Linked DNA regions of Mus musculus: all the other regions are linked to region 3. The links are chromatin contacts, called in public Hi-C and HiChIP or PLAC-seq maps. All regions are on one chromosome and are shown on one strand. The core of a region is the stretch at or near the end of the contact, and the rest is flanking DNA. Distances in the headings are between cores, read along the strand shown.

What was found. A called contact is a pair of places that touch in the nucleus more often than the background predicts. HiChIP or PLAC-seq counts read pairs in DNA pulled down with a chosen protein or histone mark.
Region 1: a contact with region 3 is called in a Hi-C map of uterus, with 2.2 times the contacts expected there. The contact joins two enhancer-like sites. A contact is called at or near these places in 38 of 484 Hi-C or Micro-C datasets (3T3-L1-derived adipocytes, the AML12 cell line, the C2C12 cell line and 24 more), 14 of 115 datasets of contacts at active chromatin or transcription factors (the NIH/3T3 cell line, bone marrow-derived dendritic cells, bone marrow-derived macrophages and 9 more) and 1 of 9 other capture datasets (embryonic stem cells).
Region 2: a contact with region 3 is called in an H3K27ac HiChIP or PLAC-seq map of microglia, with 9 times the contacts expected there. The contact joins two enhancer-like sites. A contact is called at or near these places in 9 of 484 Hi-C or Micro-C datasets (bone marrow-derived dendritic cells, bone marrow-derived macrophages, cerebral cortex and 4 more), 15 of 115 datasets of contacts at active chromatin or transcription factors (the HPC-7 cell line, bone marrow-derived dendritic cells, bone marrow-derived macrophages and 11 more) and 2 of 9 other capture datasets (bone marrow-derived macrophages and embryonic stem cells).

Annotation. Positions count from the first base shown.
Region 1 is chr7:145,221,039-145,224,080 of GRCm38.p6, reverse strand. It overlaps a transcript of Tpcn2 not described here. Among named protein-coding and RNA genes, the nearest start is that of Smim38, 14 kb to the right of the region's middle. Within about 2 kb of position 1,665, at least 162 of the 459 cell types and tissues checked have an H3K27ac peak or open chromatin away from gene starts, as enhancers often do. A contact at or near this core is called in the AML12 cell line, the C2C12 cell line, the HL-1 cell line and 16 more, where this site is marked.
Region 2 is chr7:144,986,413-144,989,770 of GRCm38.p6, reverse strand. No RefSeq gene overlaps it. Among named protein-coding and RNA genes, the nearest start is that of Ccnd1, 48 kb to the right of the region's middle. Within about 2 kb of position 1,735, at least 15 of the 459 cell types and tissues checked have an H3K27ac peak or open chromatin away from gene starts, as enhancers often do.
Region 3 is chr7:145,110,100-145,113,458 of GRCm38.p6, reverse strand. No RefSeq gene overlaps it. Among named protein-coding and RNA genes, the nearest start is that of Gm46023, 43 kb to the right of the region's middle. Within about 2 kb of position 1,843, at least 291 of the 459 cell types and tissues checked have an H3K27ac peak or open chromatin away from gene starts, as enhancers often do. A contact at or near this core is called in the AML12 cell line, the C2C12 cell line, the HL-1 cell line and 16 more, where this site is marked.

The DNA of each region.
Region 1 (3,042 bases), core at 416-2,915, 110 kb before region 3:
CCACCGCAGAGTGGCACACTTGGTGGGTGGAAGTGGTTGTGTGGTCCAGGCTCTGGATGCCCAAGCTCTTCACTGAAGTTTGTGCCATGGTTGTTCTCAGAGGCCCATTTAGTAAAGGCTCCATCTTCAGAGAGGTGCTACAAGGATGGGTGGAGCCTCTGAGAGGCAGCATCTAGGGCAGGCTTCAAGATGTGCCCTTGAAGGGTACTGTGCAGGCTTCTTGTTTTTTTCTTTAGGTGGATAAGGTGCTCTCTTCCTTCCTTCCTTCCTTCCTTCCTTCCTTCCTTCCTTCCTTCCTTCCTTCCTTCCTTCCTTCCTTCCTCCCTCCCTCCCTCCCTCCCTCCCTCCCTTGCTTGCCTCCCTCCCTCCCTCCCTCCCTCCCTCCCTCCCTCCCTCCCTTCCTTCCTTGCCTCCCTCCTTCCCTCCCTCCCTCCCTTCCTTGCCTGCCTCCCTTCCTTCCTTGCCTCCCTCCCTCCCTCCACCTCTTTCTTTCTGGATCTGGGGCTGGCCTGGAATTTGCTTTGTAGGCCAGGCTAGTCACAGTCTGATGCCTTCCTGTCTCTGCTTTCTAAGCGCTAATATGACAGGTGTGCACACTGTTCCTGGCTTATTTAATTTAATTTAGTTTTGGGAGCTAGGGCTTTACTATGCAAACCAAGCCCACTTAGAATTCATGATGATCCCCCTGCCTCTGCTTCCTCAGTGCTTGGAATAGGTGTGTGGTGCTAGGGATGGAACTCAAGTCCTTGTGCATGCTGGGAAAAATCCCTCTATCAACTGAGCCAGCTCTCATGGAGATCATTAAATAATAACAGTCCTTGATGCCTCCCCATCCCCATCTACAGACGAGGAGACTGAGGCTTAGAGAGGTGAAGGGCTTACCCAGTGAGTCCTGTTGGGGCTCAGACCCCTGCTTTGTGGGTGTAGAGAGGTAGCCCTGTGTCCTCTGCCTAGCATCCCCCAGTAGAAGAACATCTTTAGCCCTCTCCTTCTCTCCACAGTTCAGTGGGTTAGGCCAAGGCCCTGCAACTAGATCCCATGGTCATTCTGTGGGGCCTGAGGTGTATCACCTGGCTCCCATATGTGCCTGAGGTTGCTGGCTAGTTCAGCAGGGGTGAAGGTTGGAGAATGAGCTCTCAGGGCTAGCTGACCTCTACATGCTGCATACATGTCCACACTGTAGCCCGGCTTCTGTCCCATGAATCAATGTATAGGAACTCCTGCCAGGGCCCAGCACACAGTAGGAGTTTTGGGTATCATTTCGCATACTGGAGACAGGAGGTGTCCTGAGAAATAGAACCCAGCACCCGGTCTTCCTGGGTTGCTGGAGCCCCATTTAATTCTGCAAAGGTCAGTTTACTCAAGGGGTGGCAGTGCCTGGGGTGGTGCTTGGCTCTGAGAGCACTGTGTGAGGAGTCCAGAGAGAGCACTGGGCAAGGAGTTGGAAGCCTCATCTGCAAGTCCCCAGCTAACCTAGGCCACACTGCCCTCTCCTGGCCCATGTGCTCCTCACCCCTGATGTGGCCCAGGTAGACTGCTGGCCATGGGACAGGACCCAGACACTGCCTGCTGTTTACCAGGATTCTGCTTGGAGGGTTCCACCTCCTGCCTGCAGCCCTGCTGCGGGCCTCCTCCCCACTGTGTCTGACTCACAACTTTGCTATGTATGCAGAGAACATTCCTGAGCCCCCGCCCTGCAGCAGGGCTCTCTGTGGGGGCAGACTGCAGGGCTGTTCACTGTCCCTGGAGAAAGACTTTTGCTTCCCTAGAAGTGTCCCTCATTCTGCCCTTGGGCCTCTTGGTGGTGGCCACAGCCTGTTCCTGTCTGGGACCTCAGCAAGTGTGTGAGTGTGTGTGTGTGTGTGTGTGTGTGTGTGTGTGTGTGTGTGTGTGTCTGGGGATTTCCTAGGACTAATCACTAGTCATCTTACCACAGAGGATAATGAGTCAGAGCAAGCCAGTACACCTGGGTCATCTATGTTCATAGACCTTAGACAAGTGGGGTTGGCTTTGTGTAAGTGACAGGGGACATGTGGTTGCAGCAATAGCAGCTGCAGGGCCCATGCACCAGTGACAATCATCTACCCAGTAATGTCCACACAGCCTGGCCTTCATAGAAGCTCCTCTTGGTAGATGAAGTTCAGCTGTGTGGCAGAGCCAAGTTCTGTACTACAGGGACCACTGGGTCTTCCCTGTCTGTCAGCAAGGAACCCTCAAGGTTCCCTAAAATCCTCAAGGCCACCCCCAATCAATCCTCTATACTCAGCCCAGGTCTCTGTTTGTGATATTCTGCTGTCCTTCCCTCAGCTGTGGGAGTGTCTGGTACCCAGGCCCTCTGAGTGCACAGGGCTAAGTACTCACCCGCTGTCAGTGACAGACACTGCTTGATGCCTGGGATGCTTAGGATCCTCTGCCGGGACCTGGAGCCTACCCCTGCCCCCACTTCCTTGCAGGAAGGCTCAACAGCCCTGCTGCCTTTGCCTTGCCTTTTCCTCCAGGATTCTGGTCCTGGCCTCACCCCTCTTTCCTGGAAGAAGAGACTCATTGTTTTTGGATTTGCCATGGATCCTAGGAGCCAAGATACATCTGGAAACATCAGGGAGGAACACAGAGTACTGGAGTGAAGGGTATCCTCTGTGGGGCCTTATCTTATGCAGAGGAAGGGAGGTGTTGATGCTGTTGTATTGGGGCAGGTTATCTCATCTCTCTGGTCAGGGTTGGGGGGGTGGTCCATGCCATCTACAGTTTTTGGGGGGGGTCAGTCAGCACATCTGGCAGACACTGAACCTGGGTCAGTGCCCTGTGAGAGCCTTGCTGTGACTCAATGTGATCATCTTAGTGTGGTGACTCTTGCAGGAATTCTGGGAAGGGACAAACCAGTGTAGGTAACAGAAGGCACTGGACTGGCTCTAGCAGCCTAGGCCTTTAGGTTGCCTGCACCCTCCAAGAGGGCCTTCATTGCTCTTGAGCAGATCTATCCCATAGAAACATCATATAGACACCGGGGGCTGAAGAGTGGCTCAGCGGTGGTTAAGAGACTGT
Region 2 (3,358 bases), core at 486-2,985, 120 kb after region 3:
TCTGTCTCTGGTAACTGATGAGCAGTCACTCCCACACCACAAGATCTGCTTTCCAGTCCTCTTCTTGGCCCCAGAGTTGGCTTGGTGCCATACAGTGAGACCTTCACCCACTGCCTCCAGCTCTGACCTTCTCAGCATCCCCATCACTGGCTCCCAGGTGTCTTTCTGAGACTGCTGCTGAGCTTAGCGAGGGCCAGGACTTGTTTGAACTTACCCTGTGTGATAGTTAATGTGTACTGTGAACCTGACAGAGTCTAGAAACTACTGGGCATGTCTGTGAGGATGAATCTAGGTTAACTGAAGTAGAAACACCTCACCCCATGTGGCCGGCACCATGCCATGAGGCAGAATCCCAGCTGGAATAAAAAAGAGAGAGCAAGCCGAGCACCCATGCTCATCTCTCTCAGCTTCCTGACTGTGGATGGGAAGGGACCAACCGCCTCAGCCTCCTGCCTTTCTGCCTTCCCACTGTGATGGATTACCCTTAGACTGAACCAAGATAAATCCTTCCTTTCTCGAGTTGCCTTTGCCCAGTGTTTTGTTAAAGCAGCAAGAAAAGCAATTAACATATACAGCTTGCTAGCACCAAGGCCGGGACTCGAACCTAGAACATCATGATTGTAGGTCCAGGAAACATTCCTGAGCAGCCCACTCAGCAGCCACCAGTCAGCCAGGCAAACCCAACAAGCTGTTAAATTGATACTTTGCAAACTGCACATGTTTCCAATTTCAGAGTGGGGCTGGAACTTTGAAGCCCAGGCAGTCTTCTCCTGATGTGGTGAGGATGAGGTGGCTGTGCTGGGAAGGGATAGGATCTTTGAAAATGCTCTGCACAGACCCAGAGGCACCCACAGGCTGGAAGCAGATCAGAAAGCAGCCTCTCCTGAGGCCACAGCAACCAGGAGCCCACTTGAAAGAACCTCATATCAGATTCACTTGTTTTTCTGTTTTCCTCTGGGTGCCTCCCTAATGGGATGATGTTGGAGTTGAAAATAAATAAACAAGAGACAAGGTAAGCAAAGACAGCTGGCTGTCATGGCACACAGTCTGGCATCTCAGATGTGGAGAAGTGGAGGCAGGAGGTTCAGAAACTAAGGCCAGCCTGGGCTACATGAGATCCTGACTCCAAAACAAACAAGCAAATAAACCAACAAGCAAAAGGAGGTCTTTCTCTCACTAGCAGGGCTGGAGCCGGAGAGCTGCTCCCTGCAGGCCAGAAGGCTGATGAGAAGCCTCCATCTGCCTCCATTGCTTTCCAGATAACTAGCAGTTACCATCGTGGACTCTGCTCACACATCCCCTGCCCTCTTTCTCTCCCATAGGTGGATATCACTCCTGGCATCATTATGGCAACAGAAATAAAAAGCAAAAACACAGCAAAGTCACATCTGGCCAGAGACAGAACCCAGCCCATAAGTCAAGTCTGATTGAGCGCAAAGGTGGACAGGGCAAGGGTCCCTGACCCCAAGGAGCTTATAATCCCTCGAGGCCAGTGGTCTGAAATGGCACCAGAAATTCCAGATGGCGAATTTTCGTTCTGAGGAGGTGTGAACAGGGTCCCAGGGTCATGGGAGAAGGAATGTCTCTGGAACCATCGACCAGCCAGACAAAATGCAGGCAAGGACCAGCTTTTACCTAAGCCATGGGAAGGTCACAGGGAGGGCTGGGATGGGGACAGAAGCTGTTCATCTTGGGCTGGAGAATGCAGGCAGGACAGAGAGACAGCGAGAGAGCTGGGGCTGGGCAAACAGGAAAACCAAAAGAAGTTTCAGAAGTGAAGTGTGTTTGAGCAGCTGGGCACAAAAGGATGCTGCAAGGCATCATGGGAGAACTAGGATCCTGCCTGGAGGGCCCCTGAGTCAAGAGAAGGATCCACCATTTGGGGCTTAGGGACAGGCTTGGGGAGCTGAGGGCAGAGCAAAGTCCTGGTGGTCAATGGTCAGTCCCATTCTTCTCCAGGCAAGTCCAAACTCAAATTCCAGAAAAGGTGTCCCCAAGGGCACTGATGGGACTCAAGGTCACAGGAAGGGGTCACATGGTCACATGGTCACATAGAGGGCTGAGGTGTTAGGATAAGGGAGTGAAGAAGTCGGAGCTCTGGAACCAAGGCCACCCCTTGAGATGTGAGAGCAGGACAAGAGTCACAGTGAGGCAGGGACAGAGATTCCCAGCTTGGGGCTCCTCAAAAGGGGTGTCCTAAGAGCAGGAGAGAACCCCAGGACAGAATCCAAGGGGTTATAGAAAGTTCAAAGCCAGGGGTTCTGGTAGGAAAGAAGTAGAATGTTTTGGAAGAAGGAAGTTCAAGGAGGGCCCTTTCTGCCTGCAGTCCTCAACCATGGGCTCCTGGAGCTGTGTGGGTGACTGACCTACCCCTCACTGTCAGGGATCATGACTGCAGTGTGTCCACATATACGCCCAGGAGTTCCTCAGGTCACCCATCCCCAACGCTTATGATATGGGCTTCTTTCTCCTGTTGTGTGGAGGGATGCTAGGGACCAGTTCTCCTACATTACTTACCCCCACCCACCCAGTCCCGATCTTAGTCTGGAAAGAGCTCAAACCAAGCCTGTGGGTGAGGCTGGCACTTGCACTTCCATGATGGGAAGGACACATGTGGGTAGAGAGGTCAGAAAGGGAAGGCTGGAGCTTAGGGGAATCTGAACTCCCTCAGAACAGGAGTGACCTGCCAGGGAAACGAGGCCCAGTGTTTCAAACTGTGGTCCTTTTCCAATACTTTCTTTCATAGCTAAACACAATCTGGCTCTGTCACTCAGCCCAGCAATGCCACTCCATGGTATCAGCCATAGGGGCTGAAAGCTCACATGGGAACTGAGGCCTGCACAGCATCCGCATTTGAGTGGAAGCCATACAGTGTTCTTCAAAAGGACAAAAGTGTGGAGAATGTCATCCCAGCAGACAATGCAAGTATGAAGAATGATCTTGCACTTCTGACTCTCCTGCCTTCACCTCCCCAGTGCTACAATCACACCAGCCTAGTTATGCAAAGCTGGGGGTTGAACCCAGAACCTCATGATGCTAATTCAAGCACCCTTCCAACAGAGCCACATGCCCAGCCTTCTATTTAATTTTTTTTTTTAGTTAAAATCATTTGCAAAGCCAGGCATAGTGGTGCACACCTTTAATCCTAACGCTTAGGAGGCAGAGGCAGGCAGCTGTCTGTGAGTTTGAGACCAGCCTGGTCTACATAGTGAGTTCTTGGACAGATCCTGTCTCAAAAACAAAACTATTTATTGAAAGGAGGAGGCTAGGCTGGCAGAAACAAGAGAGGAAGAGAGGAGCTGAGGGAAGGATCCAGTTGTAACACACTTTACTTGAAAACACCACTAAAATGCATAAT
Region 3 (3,359 bases), core at 594-3,093:
GACTGCTCTTAACCTTATATCTCTATAGCCTGGCCCCATGGGTGCTGTACCTGCAGCCGGCCAGCTCACACCAGGTAGAGTACAGGCAGTCACCAACAGCTGAGCTGTGTGCCTCTTGGCTGTGGTACGGTGTCAGGGTGGCTTGCCTAGCTCAAACTATCTCTGCCTTCATCGGTTACCATCTGGAGCCTAAGGCAGGGTGCCCCAGGCAGACACCTTCCCAGAGTCTTTATTTCCCTCACATCCCCATGTCAGTGCTATGGACAGAGCTACTGTTGGGTGTGTGCCTGTGTTCCTCCCACTAGTCTGGGAAGCCCTTGAGCACTGCCACCAGTTAGTGTGAAAGCCAGCGGTCACACAGTAACAGCAACAGGTGACAGCTGTCTCAGATGGAGGAGAGGGAGAAGATGGACTGAGCTCCATGCAGAGAGGTGCCCTGGGGGACTGCACGTGGTCTGGGAGTGAAGCTCTGGGGTGCAGCTTCTGTGCACCTCAGGCGAGCCTGGGGAAGAGAAGATGGAGAGCTGTGGAGAAAGTGTCAGAGCTGGGCAGAGGCTGCATGCCACCCGTGACTGTGGAACCTGCAAGTACTTGATAAGGACTAGCCATTGTCATGGGCACATGACCCAGCTATGACTACCTCTGACCCCCACAGTCCCAGCCTCATGAGATTCATGGGCCCTGTGGAGTGCTAGCACTTGCAGCTGGAAGCCAGACCAGACTGGGCCACTGCATTCCTAGCTTCTGTCAGGGTTTCTTTTCAAGATCCATGTCCTCACTGATAACTTCCTGTGTAGCTCATGCACAGCCTTGCCTCACCCTCAGGATGATACTGAGTTCTCCACCAACCTTGGCTCCTTCCCCTTTCTGTCTTTAACTGACAGTTTTTCCCTTGGCATCTACTATATATAGGCATGAGCCAGGTGCTAGCAATGTTCCAGATCTGGGCCCTCCCAGAACTTTCTCAGCTGGTCACAAGCTCAGCAGTCTCTAGTTCTGTGCTGGCCTTTGGTAGTGTTCCCTGAAGAACTGCAGAATTGGGGCTCTGAGGCAGAAGCTGGCTAGGGGAAAGAGTGCTGCAATCCATTAGTAATGTCTGTCATGTGCACAGGAAGGCAAGTATGGCTCCTGCTCTCTGAAGAATCATCATCACCTAGCCAGGCCTATAACATGCTTTTGACACTGCTGGATGCTATGCAGGGATGCATGGCTGTCCTGACCATGAGAAAATAGAATCTAGGGCCTTAGCTATTCACAGCCTGGTTTTCTATGATATCACACTATAAAACCCTGTCCCCTCTTTGCTTTGGCTGCTGGGAAGCTCAGAATGAAGTTTCATACTTGTTATTAGACAGCACAGTAGCCCAGGACACGAATCCTTCTGTCATCTGCCCCTGTGGGCTCTTTATCCTCAGGCTCTGCATCCCGTGGAGCAAGCCGGACACAAGTTATCAACTATAAATAAAACCAAGGCTTCCGTCCTGGCTTGCACTTGAGTTTCCTGGTGCATTTTTTTAAGTCCCTAGTCAACAGAGTTGGGGGGGGGGAGAACCTCCTAACGGAAGATGACATCACCATCAGCTGGCCTGAGGAACAGGCCCCAGCCCTGCAGGCGCGGGTGGACCCTGAATGCCCCCATTGTGAGGGGTAACTTCATCACACAAGTTCCAACGTGGTGGAGTCTCAAACGGGGTTCTGTGGTTTCTGCCCCTCTCAGGGGCGCACACACAGGCAGCTGCGGTTGCTCGGCTTCCTTTCGCGCTGCAGTCCTGGCCACTGGCCAGTGCAAGTGACCACCCCTTCCACCCTGAGTCACCATCATTCTCAACTCTGATTCAAGTTCCTTTAAAGGGACAGCAGGGCCAGGAGAGGGAAGCTGTTCAGGGGAAGAGGTGCTGGGGAGGGGGACAGAGACAAGAGGAAGCCTGCGGGTGCTCTGGCAGACGCCTGGGTGGAGGGGGTTTCCTGCCTCCCCCAAGCAAGTGGAGCCTGTGACTTCCCCAAAGTCTATAAAGCACGCAGCAGTTTTCCTCTCTGCCCTGACAATCCGGGGGCTCACAAGGCAGGCTCGGGCTTGATGGGCCTCCCCAATGTGTGTCCTGCCTGATCCAAGTCCTTGTTGTGGGCTTGCTGAACTTTCTTTTAGCCATCTGCAACTCTTCTGCTGCCTGCCCTCTGCTCCACTCGAAGTCCTGTCTCCTCCTAGGAGGTTCAGCGTTGCGTTCTGCCTGAAAAGCCTGGCTGGCCCTGCAACCCAAGCCAACAGCAACCCAAGACCCTGCTTCTGTTGCCTCCCACAATGCGGGTGGGGGGGATCCTACTGGCCAGGCCACAGCTCTTACCTGGTTTATTGCAGTTATTTACTAACTGCTTACCTATCGGTGCTTGGCCGCAAGGACGCCTAGCCACCCTGCCAAGTGTCCCAGACAGAGATGGGGAGTAGGCAGCTCTTCCCTGTGCACATGGGGCTGGAGGGGATCACAGGAGCAATGCAATGAACAGGTCATATTTGCAAGCCACTGCTGGAGCCCTGGCTCTGGAAACTAAAGAATGTCCTTTTCCTTTTTTCCCCCTTGTCTGTGACTCACACTTTCGTTTTGAAGTTCCCTCTGCCGTCTTTCCCCTGAGGTTATACAGTGGTCAAGGCAGAGCAGCAGGGCGTGGCCAGCGGCAGGAAGCTCAGCTTAAGTTTCATTCACAAAAATCCCCAAGGCCACAGGGGCTGGGGAGAAGGCTCTCAGTGGGCTAAGTGCTGGCCTTGCAAGGTGAGGGCTTTTGTTCAGACTCCCAGCAGTGGGTAGTGGCAGGCCTTGAGGGATAGAGATAGGCAGACCCTGGAGCTTGCTGGGCAACTGGTCTAGCCATTCAGTGAGCTGGGGGCCAAGGGTAGAGGGGTGAAGGCAGAAGGGTCCCTGGAGCATGCTGACTAACAGTCTGTCAGCCAAGTCAGTGAAAGATCCTGTCTGGAAAAATAAGGTGTCACACAAAAGAAAAGACACCTGACAGTGACCTCTGACTTCACACACTGATGTGCATGCATGTACATCCGACAGAGATAGACAGACAGAGAAACACACCTCCCCCTAAAATGCACAGATGCCCATCCATACACACACATCCATATACACATACTGGTCCCATGTCCTGCTGAGGTTCCGTAGGCCCCAGCCCTGTTCCTAGTAGCTGGAAGCTTGAAACAATCAGGAGTGATGGAAGGATCCTGGGGCAAAAGGGACCCAATCTTGTGCTTCTAGTAGGCCAGAGGCAATTTCAGTCTCTTCCTTCCACCTCTGCCTCACATGTTGTCTCAGGGCTGGGCTTGGGGCTGCTGTGGCTCCCACACAGAGCCGGGAGACTGA